Linked DNA regions of Gossypium hirsutum: region 2 is linked to region 1. Evidence: chromatin contacts called from public Hi-C data. All regions are on one chromosome and are shown on one strand. The core of a region is the stretch at or near the end of the contact, and the rest is flanking DNA. Distances in the headings are between cores, read along the strand shown. Region 1 holds the start of LOC107959924. Region 2 holds the start of LOC107957230 (lipase).

Region 1 (3,133 bases), core at 220-2,719:
AATCATCATGTAATTTTTGAAAAATTTTATTCGGGGATTGCATATAGCTATACCTATTTAAAAGTCTTGAAAATACCATTATTACCAGTCCATCGATGATTTTATTGCTCTCTCTGAATACATGTAGTAATTTTAAAATAAAAGAAATGTGCTCACATGACCCACATTACATGTGCTCAAGACCAAATAAGCCAAAAAAGAAGAAGAAGAAAATGTTGAATATGGGGTTGTAGGATTTTCAATTATGAATCTAGAGTTTAAGGTTTTTATATAATGTTTTATAAAAGCAAAATAAAACTCCATACCTTTTTTTCTCATATGAATTTTATGTAATTTCAAATTGATTTATGTGAGCAATATTTTATTTTAAAATTGTTATATAATCTGTAGTGGTTTTTAGAAGTAATTTGGACATGAAAAACATTTTTTTGAAGCAAAAGAATTCTAAACAAACAAATTTTGATGGAAATTTTTGGTTTTTTAAAAGCATTTTTTTGAATGAAGTAGTTCAAATTATTTAGCTTCTTCTCTTTCAAAAATATTTTTGGCAACTTAATTATCATTTCACCCCCAACATATGGCACTTCCTATTCTCTAGCTAATTGCTTAAAAAATATTTAAAATTTATTTTTTATATATTAAAATATAATAAATTATAATAAATTATTTTCTATATTCTTATTAAAATATCATAATATTAATTAATTTAAATATTATTTAAATGCTTATTTTTTAATTTTTAACACCATGTCTTAAATGAACATTTTATTTATCAAAAGTACTTTTTGAAAGCAATACTAAACATTTAAATCTTAAACCAAACTTTTCACAAATATTTCTCAAAATCACTTTCCCAAAACATTCTTTAAAAATACTTCTCAATAGCAATACTAAACTAGTCATTTAGCATTACTTTTCAAAAATGATTTTGGGCCAAAAAATATTTTTGAGTAAAAGTTAAAATTATTTGCTTCTACTTTTGACTAAAAAATACTTTTGCAAAACATTTTTGTCTCAAAAATACTTTTGAAAAGTTCAAAAGCATATTGTTTGGCAATATTTTATCTTAAAAATGTTTCTTAAAAGCAATGTTAAACTGATACTAATTTAGGGTCAACTTAACATTGTTTCTAATAAGTACTTTTGGGGAAAAAAATATTTTTGAGATAAAAAATTACTAAACAAGTTACTTTTTGAGCTTTACAAAAGTGCTTTTAAGACAAAAAAAATGCCTTAGGAAAGTGATTTTTTGCTTAAAACTAGGAGCAAAAAATTTTAACTTTTATTCAAAAATATTTTTTGATCCAAAGCCATTTTTGAAAAATAATACTAAACTAAACCTAATGAAAGTGTTTTGATGGTGTTATCAATTGGAGTAAAATTATCGAATAAAAAAAAATAAAGAGGCTAAATTTTTAGAATTAAAACTATACTAAAAATTTCACACACGCATAGAGTACAGGGACTTAGAGCAGAATTAAACCATTTGTTTTTGCTCTTTCTTTAGGTTTAGTATTTAAAATTGCCACCGATTAACAGAGAGGCACCAGCTCTTTATTCCTTATAAATTTATTTTTAAGATTCAATTTATTTTCTCCTTCTACCTTATTTTTCCCATCAGTTTCTTTTTAATGTTTTGCATTTATCGATTTTCATTAGTTGATAAGAAGAGTCTCTCACTGTCTAAATTTTGGGGCTTTTTCTGTGTGTGTTTTTTCCCTTGTGAAAAGGGAGATTATAGTTAATAGGTAGCCGTTGTAAGTGGAACAAGGTTGCTAAAGATCGAACGAGATTTTCTGGAAGTTGATCTTTCTGGGTTCTTCAGCACTGACTTACAATTATATTTTTTTTAAAAAAATTATTACTAAAAGGAGTTATAAATTTCTAGAAAAAATGTGGTGGATGATGAATGAAGGAGGAGGGCATTGTCCTAAAAAATCTGATGATATCTATGGAGATGTTTGTGGTCAGGTACTTCAATATTTTGATCTCTTTTCCTTTACCTTTTGATTTTTCTGTTAATCTTTTCGTAGGAATTTTAGGGAAATTGATGCCTTTGAGATTATTATTATTATTATTAATCAATTTAGCTGCTAATTGTTAGCTGTTAATTTCAACTTTTTTGGGGATTTGGATTATGTTTTTTTAATCTTTCCTTTTAATTTAGGGTTTGAGAGTTTGATGGTTGATTTATCATCGATCTGAAATTGTGTTTAAGTAACCGAAAATCTTTAAAAAGCTAAAGAATAAGTAATTTGTGAACCGTATTTACATCAAAAAATTGGTTTGCTTTTAACCTATTTTATCCGGATTCGAGGTGAGTGCCGTCAATAGCTGTATATGTATTCGGCATGAATGTCAATACGAGTATTTTAGAAAAGATGAAGAATCTAGGTTCGTAACTTTTAATCATGGAGGAACGTCTGGAAAGCTATTACTTTTCATAGAATCTTATAGGGCATTACTTCGAATATGAGTTGCATGTATTCCATTGCTTTTCTGAACTTCCCCTTGCAAATCATGATGTTTATCGGCAGGGGCGAAGTCAAGAATTTTATGTTGGGGATCGGGATAATAGAGAATCAAATTATAAAACGTATCCCCCTTTGCTTTTTATACTCAAATAAATTTGATTAGTATTAATATCATATCTTCTCGATGTTATAGGATTTGAGCCGGTTGAGCATGTCGAGAATCCGCTGCATACTGCGTGGCATTGATTTGAGAACTTGTATTTTGCTGTTTGTGCTGGTTCCGACATGCATATTTGGTATATATACTCATGGGCAGAAGATTTCATACTTCCTTCGACCACTCTGGGAATCGCCACCGAAATCTTTCCATGATATCCCACATTATTATCATGAGAATGTATCGATGGAAAAGCTCTGTAAACTTCATGGTTGGGGAATTCGTGAATTTCCGAGACGGGTTTATGATGCAGTTTTGTTTAGCAATGAGGTGGATATCCTAACAATACGGTGGCAAGAGTTGTACCCTTACATTACACAGTTTGTTCTTCTCGAGTCTAATTCAACATTTTCGGGAATTCCAAAGCCTATGGTTTTTGCTAGCCATCGAGATCAATTCAAATTTGTTGAGCCCCGGTTAACTTATGGCACAATTGGAGGAA
Region 2 (3,133 bases), core at 447-2,946, 430 kb before region 1:
CTTTTAATAGTAATGACACATTTCCGAATCCCTTTGGATGCAAGTTTTCTAGATTTTTAAAATATTATATTTATATTATTTTCTAATTACTGAAATTCCATGTAATGAAAATAGTTATTATTTAATACACATTGAGGTATGTAATTCGAAAAAGAGATAAATATTTTATTAATATTTATTATTTATATAATTAATTTTTAATTTTCAATTATATATTTTTAATATTTTATTATACTCTTATATGTTATAGGATACTTGTCAAATCCTTAATACAAGAAATATAAAAATTCCACTTATAATGTACTAAATAAATATATATATATACATTAAAGTTAATAAGATGATATTTAGTGGTTTATGTTTTCTTAAATTTTATAGTGAGAGAATTTTATTTAAATAAAAAATATTTTGAGAAATTTTGAAAATCCTTTTTAAAAATTTCAAAATGTTTATTTATTTAATTTTATAAATATTTTTATATACTTTTAATCATAAATTCATAACTTTAAAGTAATTCATAACATATATTTAAATTTTAAAAATGTTTTTATTTATTTTATTTCATATATTTTGTCATAATTTCTTAGTTTTGTAAAAGCTAATATAATATAAAATTTCAAAAATGAATTAGGATAAAAAAATCAAAATTAAAGTTACAATATTAAATAAAATTCGAAGAGAGACAATTTAACTATACGTGTATAATATCGAGTCAAAGGTCAAATTAGTTGAAAACAACCATCTCATCTTATTTTATTGTAATCTCTAAATCACTAACAATTATAAATTGATATAATAAGTATCGGATATAATAGTAAAACCTATTACATCTTTAATGAGAGAATATAAGTTTAAACCTTGAAAAAAAATATTATTAATAAAAACACTTACTTATCTCAAAAGAAATAATTTTGATAAATTATAAAATAGATATAAACAATATCTTAATTCTAAAATTTATTATATTATTAATGAATTTCATTGAGATAAAGAATTTTTTTTTCAGTAAAATGGTATGAAATCATTCATAATTTTGATTTACCACCGCCCATCAAAACCATGTAGACTTTTCTTTAATGAGCGAATCTATGGACCCTTTAAATCAGTGCATTGAATATAAAGAAATAATGATTTATTTCACATTTTAGTTATTTTATTCCTTTATTTGTTCTTTTAGATTATATATATTTATCAAATTATCTTAAAATAAATAAAAAAATTAATGTTTTTAATTTTGTTAATGTAGTATAGAAGTAGATTGTAATATATAAGCATTTAATTAATTTTTAAAAATTTTAAAAATTAAAAAATATAAACATTATTTTAAAAAATTAAAAATCATTAAAATTATTAACAAAGTATAAATATTTAAAAAAATATTTTTTAAATATTTTAAAATTTTAAAAAATTAATTAAATGATGATTTACCAATAATTCACATAAATCAACAAACATAACAAAAGTTAATTTTTTTATATTTTGAGATGATTTGATAAAAAAGTACAAATTTAAGGACTCAAAAAAAGAGTAAAAATAAATAGAATGCTAAAATAAATTTTTTATAAAATTAGAAGCACAAAAATATTATTGTGCCATTTTAAAATGCTTTAAAAAATATAAAAATAATGGTGATATTCATTTTTGGGGTGGGTTTTGTATAATAATTAGGGGGCCATTCCACCTGGAAAACGAGATATGTGTGGAAATCTGAGAGGGGCGAAGACTGGTTGTGGGCTCCATCAACACTGAGTCTTCTTATTGGTATCTCTTCTGTATGTTTGGAATTGTGGAAAAATATAGGTAACAATTTGTGGTAAAACCATTTTCAAACTTTGAAACCCAGAAGCAATCTATAATCAAAACCAAAAACCCAAAATCATACAACAGAAAAAAAAATTGGTAACCTCTTTCATCTGCCCCCCTTTTCAACGGTAGCAGCATATAAGGGTCATATCTTACCCAGAGGAAAGCCTCCATTGTTTCTTTGTAGAACAAGAAATTGGAGGCGAATCGTCTGGGATTTTAATCTTTTGGGTTTTTTTATTTTATTTTTGGTAGAAGATGATAAGATGGTGTATTTCTTCTTTTCAATTAGCTGAGCTGTTTATTAGCTCGGTGGTTCATCTTTTATATGGGTTTTATGTGTACAGCACTGCTGTTGCTGCGGACCTTTCACAGGCTTTGAGTGAATGTGTTTTCAAGTCTAATGTAAGTTTAGAGGTGAAAAAGCAAGATCCCAATAAGTCTACTGTTGATGATCTGCCTCCTATTGTTTTGGTTCATGGCATTTTTGGATTTGGCAAAGGAGTATGTTTGTCTTCCTTTTCTTTTTTCTTTTTGGTGTTCATTAACATGGTTTTTTCTTTTTTTTTTAGTTGAAGCAGAATTTATGATGTGGTGTGGGTTCTGTTTGCAGAAATTCGGAAGCTTTTCATATTTTGGAGGGGCTGAAAAGAAAGATGAGAGGGTTCTTGTGCCTGATTTGGGGTCTCTCACCAGCATATATGATAGGTGAGCTGATTGTTTACGGATTAAATGGTTGAATTTAGGTCCATTTAGGTTTGATTTTGTATGTTGGTATGGGAATTTTGAGAGTGTCATGGGGTTTTGGTTTTCAGGGCTCGTGAATTGTTCTATTATTTGAAAGGTGGGAGAGTTGATTATGGTGAACAACATAGCAAGACTTGTGGCCACTCTCGGTTTGGTCGAATTTATGAACAAGGCAAGCTGAAATGTCCCACCTTTTTTTTATTGATTATTATTATTAATCTATTTTTTCTGTTTGTGTGTTTTCATTTTGACAAAACATTGTTACTAGAAATGACGTTTCGATATTCGTTCTTTGCACTGGATCGATCCACGTTCATGTAAGACTGGTTTGATTATTGTACTGTGATGTTGGGATGACAGGGCATTACCCACAATGGGATGAAGATCACCCTATTCACTTTGTTGGCCATTCAGCTGGTGCTCAGGTTGTGCGTGTCTTGCAGCAGATGCTTGCTGATAAGGTTAGTCCATTACCGATTCGTATGTAGAGTCATCTTTTACAGATTCTTTTTCTTTGTTCGAGTGCCGATTGTGTTTTTTCCTTAGGCATTCGAGGGATATGAGAATACTTCTGAGAATTGGG

Evidence for each region. A called contact is a pair of places that touch in the nucleus more often than the background predicts.
Region 2: a contact with region 1 is called in a Hi-C map of leaf, with 2.1 times the contacts expected there. The contact joins the promoter of LOC107957230 here to the promoter of LOC107959924 in region 1. A contact is called at or near these places in 2 of 34 Hi-C or Micro-C datasets (both in leaf).

What each region holds. Positions count from the first base shown.
Region 1 is chrA05:52,729,853-52,732,985 of Gossypium_hirsutum_v2.1, reverse strand. It overlaps LOC107959924, which reads left to right and starts at 1,469. Exons shown (of 2, transcript XM_016896097.2): 1 at 1,469-1,971; 2 at 2,668-3,133. The coding sequence starts at 1,894.
Region 2 is chrA05:53,156,428-53,159,560 of Gossypium_hirsutum_v2.1, reverse strand. It overlaps LOC107957230 (lipase), which reads left to right and starts at 1,696. Exons shown (of 9, transcript XM_041112478.1): 1 at 1,696-1,800; 2 at 2,151-2,307; 3 at 2,417-2,511; 4 at 2,619-2,722; 5 at 2,911-3,011; 6 at 3,097-3,133. The coding sequence starts at 1,775.